3 separate regions of the Mus musculus genome follow, and regions 2 and 3 are each linked to region 1. Evidence: chromatin contacts called from public Hi-C and HiChIP or PLAC-seq data. All regions are on one chromosome and are shown on one strand. The core of a region is the stretch at or near the end of the contact, and the rest is flanking DNA. Distances in the headings are between cores, read along the strand shown.

Region 1 (5,079 bases), core at 1,719-4,218:
GCTTCCGAGTCCCCTGACTCACTGAATCCTTGTCTGAGCCACTCTCCTGGCCATTTTTTCATTCCCATGTCAGGCACATGCACAACACAGAGCCAACCCCGGGTGGAACCTGTAGCATGACCATGGATTAAATGAGTAAGCTGCACTCCCGCATGAAAGGAGGCCAGGGCCGCTGCCGCTGCCGCAGCCGCTGCCACTGCCGCTGGCCACAGAAGGGGAGAGTTAGGCAGCAGCTTCTCACTGCAGTGAGGCGGCGGGTGGCTCAGGCAGTCACTGTCCCAGGGACACGGCATGAAAATTTTACACTACCTTGTTGGCCAGGGCGTCTCTGGGTCCATCTTCGCCTTTCCCAACATTTAGCTCTGACTGCTTGCAATTAGTACCTGAGAGGCAATCTAAAAGAGGCAAGCTGCATTATGGAGGCCCCCGGGGAAGCTGCAGGGCACAGTTCATCTTGTCCAGAGAGGCTCAGATGCCAAAAGCTGTTGTCTTTATACTACTCAGGCTGGGCCTCACCAAGGAAATACGATCAAGAAAGTGGTGTTTGTCTTTAGCATTTATTTATAACTGGGAGTGGTGGTGGGGGGGGGAACCCATTGATTTGCTTTCTGAGCAGGCACAGACCACGTGACGTCACAATCAATTGGCTATACATGAATTTTTTTTTTTGTTTTTGTCATTCTTTTACTAACATCAGGAATGAAATAGCACCAAGAGAGGGGAGCACTACATGATCCATAGACAATCTGTGGTATGCAACAACACCCGGGCCACAAAATCCTAAGTAGACACTTCCTCTCTGCCTGGGTGTGACAAAGCTTCTTCTGCTGTCTGGGAGCTGGGGCAGAGAACGGGAAGCCGGGCATAGCTTCCAGGAGTTTTGCAGGCAGGACAAATTAAAGAAAAAGTCCCCGTTCCAGCTCTCTCGCTCCAGGGTGAACAGAGAACAGAGGGAAATGTACGAAGTGAGGAACGGGCTTGGTCACCTGCAGAGAGGTGACACCAAACATTGCTTGAGGAACCACGGTCAGTTTTGTCCAGTACACTTGAGAGACAGAATAAGACCTGGAGAGCTTTGTTTGTAAACAGTAGAAATTAAAGGGCATTTCTTGTGAGTGGAGTGAAACATTCAAGAGCAAACGGTGTTCGTTAGGTGGGTGTGTGAAAAGGGGGGGGGGAACCCTGACAGCCTGAGAAGAACATTATCCAGGTCACCTAAAGCCTCAGGCAGGACAGGGTAAGGAATTCAGCCCCTAAGGCTCTGGGGGCCCTTGTGGTAAGCTATGGCAAACTACAGTGCACACAACACCAATTCCACTGAGTCACGGCACATGTGGGGTCGTCATGCAGCTCTGTCTGGATGTGCTGATATAGAGACCTGTCTGCTCACCAAGCCTGGCACAAGGTGTGCAGAACACGAACACCGAATGAAGGATCCCTGTGCACTGTAAACTCTGACTTACTTGATCTATGAAACATATGTTTATTCTACAGGGAAATCAAAGTGTGGCTAACAGCAGATCTGACTGACGCCGGGGATTGAGAGGAACACGCACCGGCCGCTACAGTTGGAGCACTTGATAGAGTCTCTGGTAAACAGTAAGGCTGGCTAACAGGTAGCCAGGAACAGTGCTGAGCTCTAGGCATTTCTGAACAGGCCTGTGAAACCTGTGAGTTGTGGTAATGAGACTCATCATGTCTCCTCCCTTCTCTAGCCTGTCTCCTTCACAGTCCAGGCCCTGAGTCAGAAAAGACTCAGGCAGGCATCGGGCTATGCTGTAGACTTCATTTCTAGTCTGCTCTGCTAAAAACAAAGGCTTGCCCAGTGCTGATGCATTCATTTTCAAACATGTCTCAAGCAGGCTCACAAGGTGCACACGAAGCCTTCCCTGTCTGCACGGAGAGACTTTGTTGGCTCTTTGGAGCTCCACCTTCCCAAACTGCAGGGACCTGAAGAGACCAAGGAGCCATCAGATCTGCCCTCTGAACCATTCACCACAGGAGAAAGCAAGCTGGGGCGGATCATTCCAACTACCCAGAACACCGAGAACTTCCGGGACAGAAGCAATCTCTATCGCACCAGGACATTTCTGGTGGATAGTTTGTGTTTCCTCATAAGTCAGGAGGGCAGGTTCCTTTCATAACCATTCCCTAATTCCTACAACACAACTCTAGGGGGCTTCAGCCCCACACACGCGACACTGCAACACGGAGTACGTCAAGAGCTGTTTCTAAGCTTCGAAAGTCAAAGATGCTGGCTAAGCGCTTGGCAGGACTCGCTACACACACTGGCCACATGCTCAGCACATTGACCTTTCTGTGGAGCAGAGCAAGAGCTCGGTCGGGGCTGGAGGGTGCATCACCACCCTCGCCGTCATGCCTACACACTCCACCTGCACACCGAAGGAACAAAAAGTCACAATAAGCGTGCGATGTGCCTTCTCACACCTGACCACTCTCTCTTAACTAGGTGTTGGGCACATCAGCAGTATGCTAAGGGCAGAGAAAAGCGGGCTCCCATTGCTCAGAGCTCCTCCTACACCATCTACAGCATCCCAAATACTCACTCTCTGTCACTTCTCAGCCAGTGGCCTATTACTTGACACACTATTCAAAGCCCACCAATAGGCACAGAACACAGGCACACACTCCTAACAGAGGTTCCAGGAGAGGGTTTCTTCTAGTTAACAGACACAATTCCGTTTCACTGACAGTAAGGCCAAGGTTGGTTTCTTGTTCTTTTGTTTTTAACGTTTTCACAAGTTCTAAAAGCTGAAGCCCAAGCTGAACTTGGGCAGCATGCAAGCATCCAGTGAACTTGGGAAAGAACATTTGCCTAAGTCCAAAATGGCGTGATGCAAACTGTGGGGCTGTTCAAGGGGAGGATGCCCTGCAGCAGACACTTCCAAGTCCCACCAGGAGCTGGGCTAGGCAGTAACTAAGACCTGACCCAACCCAGACCCACAGGAAGGGCACAGCCAGTGCACACTGCTTCCCGGGCTCCCAGGGGACCCTTGGCTAGATGCTGTGCCACCAGTAGTAAGAGTCGGTGGCCTCAGAAACATAATTTCTCCCATAAGAAACCAACTGCAGGGCTCCTGGGACCCTTGGAACCAAGGCAGATGGGAAGTCTCTAATTAGTTTTGTGGCCTTTTTGTTTGTTGGTTGGTTGGTTTAAATATAGGGGGTGGGGGAGGGGAGAGAAGGAAGTGCGGTGACATTTACTCTTTCGCCTCAGCCAGTTTATTGTTCATCTCTTTGCTTTGCTCCTTGTCGTCGGGTTTGGTAGCACTGGGGCCCTCTGTGGTCTTTTTCTTGGCAGCCTGGCCCGACACCACCTGCTTGTCTTTGGCCTTCCTTGGGGGTTTATGGCTCGTTGAGGTCTTTTTTGGTTTGGAACTCTGAACACTAGGTTTCTCTACCTGTATGGAAAGACAGACAGACAGAGCACACATATAGAAACACAGAAGAGAGGGAGTGGGAGAGGGGATTTAGAGAAAGACATTGCAGTATTAACAAAAGAGTCACAATAGTGGCTAGTGACGGAGCAGACAGGCAGGGAGAGGACAGGATCTCACAGTGTATAGGCACCTGGCTTCTCTGGTCTGAATCCACAGGCAGCCTGTAGCAGCGCTCACCTGCCACGAACTGCCCACCCTGCCATTTCTCCTTGGTGAGCAGGCCAGGTGGTTGGCAGGCTAGACAACGGTTACAGCATCTCTTGTCCCTTCTCCTTAGAATTATTATGTCTTATTCTGCTCAGGCCAGAGCATGTGGTTTGTTGCAGTGAGTGAGGACAAGAGACTCTTTGAGCATCTCAGAGAGGAGATGCTCGGTCATCCAGGTTCTGGACGAAAGAGGCCAGGTCGGTATCCATAGGGATGAACTACGGTGGATCCCCGGGGTGGTAAGGACATAGTTTTGGAACAACTCAGGTGTCAGGCATGCAATGGGTACTACCAGCCACGTGCTTATCTCTGGCTGGATCTTGCCTGCTTCCCCGAAGCAGCACCCAATCTCCAGGCCTCGCTCCTGGTTTTTCCTTTCGTTCTGAAGAGGCAGTCTTGCCTTCTCTTTCTCAGAGGACTCTGAGGCCACTGTCCTTGATGAGTTCATACAGCAAACCCTGCTGTCCATCCCTGATTCCCCATCCCCTCTCCTTCCTCAGCTGGAACCTTCTTTCATTCAGTGCTAACATCTATCCTGGGACCTATTTCATCTGTGGATGTACAGAGCTGATATTGGGCCTCCCAGGCTGGGCCATTCACTAGCTGAGGACCAGTGATCTCAGTGTGATTTGCTTGAAACTGGGGCGGCGGTTCCCGGGAATGTGAAACATTCGGTTAAAACTAGGTGCATCTCAGACAAACTAGGTCGGGAGGCTACCTTAGCTAAAAGCTGGTCCTGACACACAATGGAAATGCCAACTGAGTGCTACACTTGAGATCAAAAGGAGGGAGAGGCCACCCACTTAGGCTCTGGAGTTATATTGCTCCTCAGACGTGTTCTGCTATTACACAAGTGGTATGTGCCCAGCCTCATCTGGCCTGACACGCAGCAAATGGCCTGTGAGGCTGCTTGGCTAGCTCTGTCCAGCCTGTCTCTCCTGTTAACCAACCTATACTGAGATGAAAATACCTGAAGGATGAGTGAAGGTGAATGTGATTCAGAGCCTGGGAGGGAAGGAAAGGTCCAGGGACTGGAGCGGGGTGGAGGGGCACAGCTGCAGGGCCATAGCCAGGTTGTGAAGAGGGCCAGGAAAGGGGCTGTAGCACCAGGGTGAGGCTTTTCATTTCTCAAATACAGAGTCAGATGTGCCAAATGTTAAGCCGCTTTCATGTAATCCTCCTTTCTAGTGTGCCCTTGGATCTTACCAGGACCTGACCTGTTGGAGATGCCCCTGGGCCTGTGTGGCTCATCAGGAGCTCCTGGGGACTAGCCGGAGCCCCGTGTCCTGCTTCCTCGGGACTGTACAGTAAGAGCTGCCTTACCTTCGGGCATTCCTTGAAAGGCTCACTGTAGAGGCTCCGTATTCTTCTGCGATCCATGGCCTTGTTGTCCGCTGCACTGGGCTTATTG
Region 2 (5,079 bases), core at 1,683-4,182, 130 kb before region 1:
TTGAGATGGGGTTTCTCTGTGTAGCCTTGGCTGTCCTGGAACTCGGTTTGTAGACAAGGCTGGCCTCAAACTCACAGAGATCTGCCTGCCTCTGTCTCCAGAGTGCTGGGATGAAAGGCGTGAGACTCACAGGTGTCATTTTTTTCCCAACAGGTCTGTGTCCCCACACCTAAACCCTGACTGGACAGTAGTCTGTTCTTTCTATTCTGGAGTCTAGCACAAACCTCTAAAAGGATGCCTGGCTTGTTGTGATCATCCAAGTCTTCATCCCCCCTCCTATCACCAGGGGCAGGAGGTTTTTATGAGGAGACCCAGATGCAGAGGTGGGGGTGGGGTGAAGAATGGCCACCACCCTTCTCTGCCATACTAACCTGATGGTGATGTCAGCTTGCAGCCCATACAGCCTCTGCTCCAGCGCCTTCCGGAAGGACATCACTGTGTGTTCTGGAGCCAGCTGGAGAGGAAGGACTGGTGACGGCAGAGCTAGGGTCCAGTTGGTGACCCTTCCCCAGCCAGTGGGAGGTGCCCCCTGCTAGGTCTGCCTCTCATTCTGGCTCCTTTGTGGAGTTGCTATGGGAACCCGGGCACCCACACAGCTGCTTCAAGGTTCCATGTTTTCATTTGTTATAATATGTATACCTCATGGAGGTTTGGGGGGAAGGGACAGGCAGTGTGCTGGGTATGGACTCGTATGAATATGAATGCCTGACACAGCCATAATAACAGAGTTAGCAAATAATCACTCTGATCACATTGTCCTTGCTGTATTACAGGCACTGAACAAGACTCTAGAAGCAAATGGCCTTCCCCACAGGCCTGTGGGCCTACAGTAGCTTTGGGCAGAGACTGAGTGCTTGGTCCCTTCTGGCTTAATCTCAAAGCCCAGTCTGGGGGGAGATTCTGGAGGGGGAAGGAGAGAGGATGGGGTTGCTGTGGTGTGATGAGTTTCTTCATCTATACAGCAATAATAATAATCTCTCCATCGCTACACTGGCACATGGACTCAAATTCATGCTTGACACCTAACAATAAGTTTGCAACCCTAGGGCAGATCATCACCCAGAAGGTTGACTCCAGCCATTGAGCTACATGACCCTGCCTTGCAACCCTGGGTGAATCCTCCCTCCTAAGGACCCACCCTCTCTTCAGACCTTTGGGGATATGGGAATCACTGTTCTCTGTGGGTATCTAGCTGGGCAGTGAGTCTCCTTTGGTCCTGTGCAGAGTAAATTGCCATACCTCTTCCTACCACTAGAGGTCAGCACCAAACCAGAGATTGGATTTAGACCTGGCAACTCAAAAGGCTGGCAATCATTTGTGAAGCCTTCACAGGAACACACTCGTGGTGACTCTGGCTGGACACAGTCATTCACAGTGACATGGAGAGAGCACTGGCTATCCGTGCCTCCACACCCCCCCCCGCCCCCCAAAAAACAGCACTAAAGTGTCTGCAAAATGGCTTAGTAGGTATAGATTCTTGTTGCTAAACCTGACAACCTGAGTTTAATTCCCAGGACTGCTTGGTAGGAGGGAACCGTCACCTGCAAATTGTTGGCTGAATCTCCACACGTGTCCTGAGGCATCACAATGCCACATTTTTTTGTAAAAAAAAAAGGTGTTTTGAGGGTTTTTTGTTTGTTTGTTGTTGTTTTAAAGTTGACCTTACAGAAGTAAAGAGCAGAATAATGATCAATAGAAGGTAGGAGGGGGAGGGGAGGCCGGTCACCAGGTGGAAATGATGGGCCATGTGAATGGGTTCTAGCATTCTACTGCAATAGGGTGGCAGTGGTAAATGCTAACTCCCTGTGTCTTTTCAAACAGGCAAAGGAGAGGATTCTGGACGCTCCTAACACAATGAAACAGGGTGTGATGTGACAGGTGGATCACTGCGGTGTGAGGATAATGCATTGTACAATTGAGAACCACACCGTGACTTGCAAATATGCATCACTAATTATCCTGTGTCAGGGTAAAAACCAAACAAGCATAAAATGAACGCCACACCCAGGCACGGGGCACACACCTGTAACCTTAACACTCAGGATGGGGATTCAGGTGGTTTGTGAGTTCCAGGCTATTCTGGGCTGCACACCGAGACCCTATCTCAGAAATGGGACAACAGATATAATGAGCAAGTCACCACCGCAGGATGGAGCAGCCAAATGCACAGCTTGGGAGGCTGTCTAGAGACAGCTTCATCAACAGATAAATAGCACAAAGGAGACTGGGGGAGGGGCTGTCACAGATGAAAAGGCACTCGGGGGACATGTGTCAAGCAGATGGGCTGCATGATGTCATTTGGATCATGATTTTAAAAGTCTGCACTACAGAAAGATATTTTTGGAGACAAAGGAAAAATAACTATGATATTAGGTCATGTTAAATAATTGTTAATTTGGGGGCTGGAGAGATGGTTCTGGCTGCTCTTTCAGAAGACCTGGGTTTGATTCCCAGTGCCCACATGGCAGCTCACAACTGTCTGTAATTCCATCCAGTCTCAGGGGATCCAACACCCCTTTCTGGCTTCCACGGTGTCAGGCAAAGCAACCATACACATAAAAGTGAAAATAAATACTTTTAAACATTGTCAGTGTGGTGTTATAGTCATTATCATTATGTATGTATATACATGTGTGTGTGTGTGAGAGAGAGAGAAAGAGAGAGAGGGAGAGAGAGAGAGAGAGAGAGAGAGAGAGAGAGAGCATGTGCACACATGCTTCAGTGCACACGAAGAACATCCTCTCCTTTATCTTTATGTGGGTGGCAGGGATTAAACTCAGTGTGCCGGGCTTTTACAGCAAGTGCTTTCCCCTGCAGAGCCATCTCCCCAGCCTGTTGTTTGCTTTTAAGTCCTTATGTTTTGGGCGTGCTGGCATATGCCTGTAACCCCAGCACTCAGGAGGCAGAGGCAGGAAGGCTGGCGGTAGTTTAAACCCCAGCTTGTCTCAAGCAGATCAAACCAAAACCAGGAAGTCCTTCTATGCTGGCGATACATCTGCTACCACAGACATGACATTTATTTCCCACATGCTCCTCTCCTGCAACAGCTGTTGCCCCGGTCCACCCTCTGGGGTGCTTACCATGGGAGCCCCTCGGTGGCCGATGAGGGCAGGTTTGGGGCCCAGGTCTTTTTTCTCCATGATGCAGGGAGAGGAGATGGTGAGAGGGATCAGGTAGAAGGTGAAGACCACGGCGAAGAAGGTACAAAGAATGGTGAGCTGAGAGGCTGCAGACACGGGCAGTAGGAACGTCCCATGAGCCACTGTGCATCTCTCACCAGGCCCAACCATGCCTAGCCAGCCAGACTGGAGTCAGAACGTGGTGTTCTGTGGAGTGGCCTTTGCTCTGACAGGAAGTGAACCCCACACTTAGGCACACATGTACAGGAAGACATGGACACCCAGAGCATTCTTTTTTTTTTTTTTTCCACCCAGAGCATTCTTTGGTAGCATCTATGACTAGCCTGGAGCCAGCCCCTGATGCTGAGCACAAGGGCCCCACCTCATTCCCAGACCACCCAGGTAGAGTCCCTGGACAGTCTAAGCTGGCATTTGTATTCATGGAGGTCAGGATGGGTGGGCCCTCTCTAAGGGGTACTCACAGGACCGCTCTGCACGGGCAAACTGTCCAGCGACGATCCAGGAGAGTGCAGTGATGGCCACCAGGGCCCCTATATGCAGGAATGGTGCCGTGCCCTGGGTGTGAAGAGAGGCAGGAGGGACCAGGGACTCAAAGGCAGGTCCAGACCCTCAGGTCACCAGCATGCTGCTGACCGTCTCTACCTACAAGACAGGCAATCCTGTCTCCATCTGCCCACTGAGGATGCTGGGAAGCCTGCTGTGCAGACCCCTCCCTGTTCCTCTCTGCGCCTTGGAGAAACAGGAGTGATAAAGGGTTGCAAGGGTCCTGGGGTGGCAGTGTCCCTGTCCCTAGCCCGCCTCACTCACCTGCAGGGAAATCAGCAGCACCTCCCACTCATCCTCCCAGAGCTGGGCCACTGCAGACATGGCCACCACCGTGGAGGCCAGGATGACCACCAGCCCCATCTGGAGAGGAAAGTACCAGACAGAGGGTCAGGGCAAGAATGAGGGGACCTCTGTCTGGGAAAGGAGGAGGAGAAAGAAAGCAGACGTGCCCACAGGCTGGGCAGGGGCAGTGCAGTGCAGTGCTTTTAATCCTAGCACTTGGGAGGCAGAGGCTGGTGGATCTCTGTGAGTTCAAGGCCAGCCTGGTCTATAGAGTGAGTTCCAGGACAGCCAGGGTTATATAGAGAAATCCTGTCTCAAAATAAAACAAAACAAAAGCAAAAACAAAAACAAAAAAACAAACAAACAAACAAAAAAAGATAAGGAGGAGGAGGAAGAAGAGGAGGAAGAACATAGTGCAAGAAGAGGAGGGAAGGAGAGAGCCAGGGATGAGCTGAAGGCTGTATGGACAGTAAGAGGCCAACCAGAGGCAGAGGCAGGAAAGGCAGGCAGATCCCAGGGAAAGAGACGTGGAGAAAGAGAAGGGAAGATGAAGACAAGATGAGGACAAAGTGGAAAACAAGGGCCTCTCTGGCATCAGGCCTCTACCAGGGCAGTAGCCTGTGAACTGTGCAGTGAGAGGGGGCTGGGCTCACACTAGGGGGTACTTGGCTCACAATGTCGTCTGTCGGACTGGCAGCCTAGGTCTCCTACATTTGGCTGCTTTTCTCTTGACATCAGGTCTCATGTAGCTTGAACTCCTGATCCCTCTGCTGCCTCCCTAGTGCTAGGATTACAGATGGGCACCAGCATGCTCAGCTTACGCTAGGCTGGGGACTGAACCCAGGGTCTTGACTGTGCGAGGCAGACACTACCAACTGAACTATATCCCCAGCCCAGCTTCTAGTATGTTCCATGGGAAGTGTGGGGCACAGCTGTAATGAGCATTGAGGTACCTTCAGGGACAGAGATCTGTGCCAACCGGCACCGGAAACCCCAAACTAAGTAAGACTAAGCTGGGGTTCCCTGCTTCAGTCTTCTCTGGAGCCCTAGAATCCTTCCTGGTCTGGGCTCCTCCCTCATTCATAAAAGCCCCTGTCTGTGGTGGAATGAG
Region 3 (5,079 bases), core at 1,185-3,684, 140 kb after region 1:
TGAAGGAGACATCCTCCTCCTCCTCCACCTCATCCTCTTCCTCACTGACCACATGCTCAGGTTATAACAGGTATGGCTAACTTCCCACCTCCACTTTGTGATGAACAACTATCGACTTAGCAAGGACACTTGACAAGTCACTGCTAAAGGAAAGACTACACCCCAGGCTTATAACCTTCCAGATTAATCTCTGCCCATCGGACAGTAGCAGAGGTAAGTGAGTTTTTCATGGGTCCTGGCACAAGGCCTCCTCTACAGAGATGCTCCTGGAGCAGGAATGTGCCATACAGTGACCCGAGGTCTTCCATGCTGTGTGTGTGTGTGTGTGTGTGTATGTTTGTGTATTGTTCTGCCCCCCATATATATATATATATATATATATATATATATATATATATATATATATATACCTCTCTCCCCCCACAGTTGTTGCACAGCATACATCCATCTCGAGTCTCCCGTGAGCATGGCATGCCAGTAGCTTTCCCTTAGTTCCATAAAATGACCTAGGACTACCACAGAGCATCATCATGCCCTAGGATCTTTTTCCTTCTATTTATGGTTGACTCAGTTCTCTGGGTTTGGTAGTATTTTCTCAGTGAGATTTGTGCCCCACCACTCATCATGCAAGTGTTTCTAGGTTTCACTAATGGCATTTGTCACAGGCCCTGGGACTTTCTCCCCTCTTCAGGTAGAACTCACCTCCTTTCTTTTCTGCTCTTCCCCAAGGCCCTATTGACCTAGACCTTACAGTATGCAACCCAAAGGTGAGCCACACCCCAGTCCTATCTTTTTTCTGAAGGGCATACCTTTAACCACTGCCTTTGCTTGAGATTCTCCCACTCACCCAGCTCCCCACTGCAACCTGTCCTCACGTTTATTTCTCATACTCTGTCAAGAGGGATCCTACAATTCATCTTACCTCTTTCGTTTCTTTTAAGGCTCTCCCAGAACCCAGTCCCACCCCAAAGTCTTAAGAGAGACACTGGAGGATTTTCTAATCCCATGTCACTGCAGTCTCCATCTCCCACGTTGCCAGGACTACAGTCTCTATGGTCCTGCCCCAATCCAGACATGCTGACTGATGCTGCCCTTCGGCTTGTGCTCACACCCTCATTCTGCGGAACTCCTCTTCCTCTGTGGGCAATGGGAATGAGTCCCAGTGCCTGTAGTGAGCTTAGTCCATATACCTCAGTTCCTCAATTCTCAAAGCCTCTCACAATACAATCACGGGTGTTCCCGTTTTTACAGATGTGAAAGAAAACTGAAGCTGCAAACTGCGAGTGGTGGCACATGCCTTTCACTCAGCACTAGAGTCAGACAAAGGTGCATCTCTATAAATTCAGGCCAGCCTAGTCTACATAGTGCCAGGACAGCCAGGGCTACAAGGAGAAACCCAATTTCTAAAAAGAGAAAAGAAAAGAAAAACCAAAACATCAACATTCACACAACCCTCAACCCCACACCCTGCCCCCCTCCGGCAAACCAAGCCAAACAAAAGACACCCTGAAGTTGAGGAAAAGAGAGGAAGAGAGGTCTGGAACTGGGCTTGAAGTCCATCACTCACTATGCTTGTAGTATTGCCTTTGTCTTTGGTGTTTGGAGACAGGGTCACTATGTAGCCTGGGCTGGCTTCAAACTCTTGCATACATACAGGAGAGGGAGGGAGAGAGAGAGAAGAGGCGAGAGAGAGAGAGAGAGAGAGAGAGAGAGAGAGAGAGAGAGAGAGAGAGGAGAGAGAGAGAGGAGAGAGGGGAGAGAAGGGGGAGAGAGGAGAGAGAAGAGGCGAGAGAGAGAGAGAGAGAGAGAGAGAGAGAGAGAGAGAGAGAGAGAGAGAGAGAGAGAGAGGAGAGAGAGAGCGAGCTGCTAGGATTGTAGGATTACAGGTAGTAGACTCCATCGCTCTAGGTTCCTTCCTGATAAGACTCAATCACTCCTATTTTTTTGCTGGTAAAAGGAAAGGCTGCGGCACTTGGGTAACTGTCAGGTCCAGCTGTAACCTAACGAATTCCAACACTACTCACTGCAGGCTAGGCCTGCCCAAGGAAAGCACAGCCAAAAGGGACACAGGCACCCGCACGGTCCGGATCGTCCCGCACGTGCTCAAACTCCCTGCCCACGTTCCAGCTGCTGGACCGTACTAACGTCTGAGAGAGAGGCTTGGGAGAATGACAAGGCGGTCGCTGGGGCAACCAGGAGTAGTTTCATACACCGGGACTCCGGCTCCCTTGCCCGTATTCTATAGACTCTGAACCGTACAGTTCAGGCCATGCTGCCTTCCTGGGCTCTGTGCATAGTTTATCGCCGGGAGTCTCACCCCCTACAAGAACATGGCACAGTCCGGGGCGGACCCTTTTGCCCCGCCCTATAGCGTCACGACCCGCCCCGTTGTGAGGTTATAAAGTGCGCGCGCAGCGGCGCTCGGCGCCGTGGCCGCGCTTCGCTGGCTTTCTGCTCATCTAGGGTGGCAGCGGCTACCTACCTCAGCTCTCGCCCTGCTGCCGCCACGGCCTGGGCGCTGTCCCTCAGCTCCCGGAGCTCAGCGCGAAGCCCTGGCCCCGGCGGCCGGGGCATGGGTCAGGGGCGCGGCGTGAGGCGGCTTTCTGCACGGCCGTGACGTGCATTGGCTTCAGCATGAAGACCCTCATCGCCGCCTACTCCGGGGTCCTGCGGGGTGAGCGTCGGGCGGAAGCTGCCCGCAGCGAAAACAAGAATAAAGGATCTGCCCTGTCACGCGAGGGGTCTGGGCGATGGGGTGAGTGTCAGTCATCCCTAGGGCTTTCATCCTGAGGGCACCCACAGCAAGACGACTTTCAGGAAGGGACTTTGGCCAAAGCGTGCTGCCCTGTGCTGGACGGACGGCTAGCTAGTTCAGGTCGGAGTCCCAGACAATTATTTCCAGTTTTTAAAAGGTCTCGCCTTGTAGCCTAGGCTGGCTTCCAACTCTTAATCCTCCTTCCTTGGCATCCCAGGTGCTGTGATTGCAGGTGTGCCACTACAACTAGCTTCTCTTTAGGGGAACTTGACTCTTCTGCATCCTGTCATTTGGTTAAGGATGAGGCAAGATTCATGCTTAGCTCGGCTGGTTACCCAGTTTGAGCCAGGCAACCTGGTATCCTAGGCTAGCCTGGCTTCATTCTCCATCCTGGTACTCACTAATGTTGCAACACGTGTTACATCACTTGCCATCCCCCCAGCTGCTGAGGGCGACACCACCCACTCAGCTCAGTTAGTAGTGATATTTCACTCTCCAGCCCCCAGTACTGATCTACCTCACAAGGTGGAGCAGGATTTGGCTGGGAGGAACTGGATGGGGCAGGGTGGTAAGTAGGGTTTTGTAATCCCCTGAAACAGTCACTGGATGGAGAACATGCCTGCCTGGAACCAGGTGTGCCCCAACTGCCCTCTGCCCCAGCTTTTGTGGGCCAACCCAGACTGTGAAGCCCTCACAGCGCAACCCTGAGTCTGACATACTTAGAAGAGGGGTGGGAAACCCTTGGATTTTTTTCGTTTGTTTAGTCTGTGTAACAGCTCTGTTTGTCCTGGTATTCTATAGACCAGGCTGGCCTTGAACTCACAGAGATCTGCCTAAGTTGATTATCCTTCTAGAAGTTGTGTCTGCCTTCAAGATAGAACCGAGGCCTTCAGTGAATGGGGAAGGGGGGCATACAGTTCAAATCACACCTCAGCCTTTTCCATACAAGGCAAAGCACCCCACGTTGCTTAGCTGAAGCTGCAGAAACTGAAGGAGGAGGAACGAGCTACCCCAGTTTTCCTTAGAAAGGGCAGCGGTGATGCACACCTTCAATCCTAGGACTTGGGAGGCAGAAGCAGGCAGATCTCTTGAGAGTGAGTCCAGCCTGGCTTACAGGATGAGTTAGTTCCAGGACATATTAGTTGTGGTAATCTTGAAAGTTTAGGCAATCAGGAACAAAATAAGATTGCTGGTAAACCAACTATCTAGTGGTTACATCTCTTAGTACATGTTGTATAAAGTCAAGAATATGAGATAGAGATACACGCACACGCACACACACACACGCGCACACAGTTCTAAATTCAGTCTTCTCTTAATGGTACGGCATGAATATTTCTTACCATTTGTATGTCTGCCATTCTCACATGCTGGTGGCTGCAAGCTAACCCATGCTGGGGCTCCATCAGAGTGTTTCCACCTGGCATTGGCACCAGTCCTAGCTGACTGTTGCTATGGTTATCTGCCCCTGGAGAAGTGTTTCCATCCTAGGGGGCAAGCCCCTGGAGCTGCCCCACATACAGCCTACAGCTTCCACTGGCCTCTTCTCAGTGCTTCTCTCTTCCTTGGGCCTTTTGATTCCCTTAACAGGGAAGGACGCGATCTGCCCATGTCAATGCTTTTAAATATTCTCAGTCTCTGGGTAATGGCCCCTGCCTGCGGTCTGCTATGGCCCCTCCTGGAGCTATTCTTCCTGGGCTCTCCTCTGTCTTCCAAGAGCAGGATGCCTGTTAAATTCTTTTTTTTTTTTTTTTGACAGTTTTGTTTTTGTTTTTTAACTCAGAATTTGTCCTCCAGCTCTTGAGCAGTTCTTTACTGTCATAGCAAGAGAATTTCTCCATGTTGATGTTCAATGTAGAAAATACAATGGGGAAAAAAGTGGGTGTGATTACCTCATAGACTGCAACCAGGACTAATATGAAATGCAGACTAGTCAGTTTAACTCTCTGGAATCTACTTTGGTGAAAGACTAGGTGGGGTAGGGGAGGGTGCTCTAGCAAAGTCTCTGTTATCTTGCCATCTCCAGGAGGCCTCCTTGTTCCTCCTTGGTCCTATGGACACTCCCTAGTGGCCTAGTTTGTCTCCTCAGAGCAGTTCCCACCAACCACCCTGGTAGTGGCAGTGTTCAAGGAAGGAGGCAAGAGTATGGACTCTGTGAAGGGAAGTTCCATAATGGGTGAGAGATTGCACTGATAACTTGTTTTATTGTCGAAACCTGGATGGTGTGCATTTGTTGGGAGAGAGGGAGTCTGTTTTTTATTTGTGTGTGTGTGTGTGTGTGTGTGTGTGTGTGTGTGTGTGTGTGTAGTTCCTCAAGACAGGTT

Evidence for each region. A called contact is a pair of places that touch in the nucleus more often than the background predicts. HiChIP or PLAC-seq counts read pairs in DNA pulled down with a chosen protein or histone mark.
Region 2: a Hi-C map of the 63-12 cell line shows a contact between it and region 1, with 3 times the contacts expected there. The contact joins two enhancer-like sites. A contact is called at or near these places in 19 of 39 promoter capture datasets (the 3T3-L1 cell line, the C10 cell line, the HPC-7 cell line and 13 more), 44 of 484 Hi-C or Micro-C datasets (3T3-L1-derived adipocytes, the 63-12 cell line, the AML12 cell line and 32 more), 11 of 115 datasets of contacts at active chromatin or transcription factors (T-cell acute lymphoblastic leukemia, embryonic basal ganglia, embryonic stem cells and 5 more) and 3 of 9 other capture datasets (adipose tissue, liver and pancreatic islet).
Region 3: a contact with region 1 is called in an H3K4me3 HiChIP or PLAC-seq map of the 230-238 cell line, with 12 read pairs. The contact joins the promoter of Dgat2 here to the enhancer-like site in region 1. A contact is called at or near these places in 2 of 39 promoter capture datasets (the 3T3-L1 cell line and hippocampal neurons), 4 of 115 datasets of contacts at active chromatin or transcription factors (the 230-238 cell line, bone marrow-derived macrophages, memory CD8 T cells and 1 more) and 1 of 9 other capture datasets (adipose tissue).

Annotation. Positions count from the first base shown.
Region 1 is chr7:99,315,815-99,320,893 of GRCm38.p6, reverse strand. It overlaps Map6 (microtubule-associated protein 6), which reads right to left. Exons shown (of 3, transcript NM_001048167.1): 2 at 4,992-5,079; 3 at 542-3,422. The coding sequence ends at 3,222. Among named protein-coding and RNA genes, the nearest start is that of Gm40449, 13 kb to the right of the region's middle. Within about 2 kb of position 2,968, at least 18 of the 459 cell types and tissues checked have an H3K27ac peak or open chromatin away from gene starts, as enhancers often do. A contact at or near this core is called in the 230-238 cell line, the 63-12 cell line, the CH12 cell line and 1 more, where this site is marked.
Region 2 is chr7:99,447,089-99,452,167 of GRCm38.p6, reverse strand. It overlaps Gdpd5 (glycerophosphodiester phosphodiesterase domain containing 5), which reads right to left. Exons shown (of 18, transcript NM_201352.3): 8 at 3,948-4,046; 9 at 3,602-3,695; 10 at 3,081-3,226; 11 at 372-454. Among named protein-coding and RNA genes, the nearest start is that of Klhl35, 16 kb to the left of the region's middle. Within about 2 kb of position 2,932, at least 50 of the 459 cell types and tissues checked have an H3K27ac peak or open chromatin away from gene starts, as enhancers often do. A contact at or near this core is called in the 63-12 cell line and the CH12 cell line, where this site is marked.
Region 3 is chr7:99,180,068-99,185,146 of GRCm38.p6, reverse strand. Dgat2 (diacylglycerol O-acyltransferase 2) reads left to right here and starts at 2,434. Exons shown (of 8, transcript NM_026384.3): 1 at 2,434-2,755. The coding sequence starts at 2,635.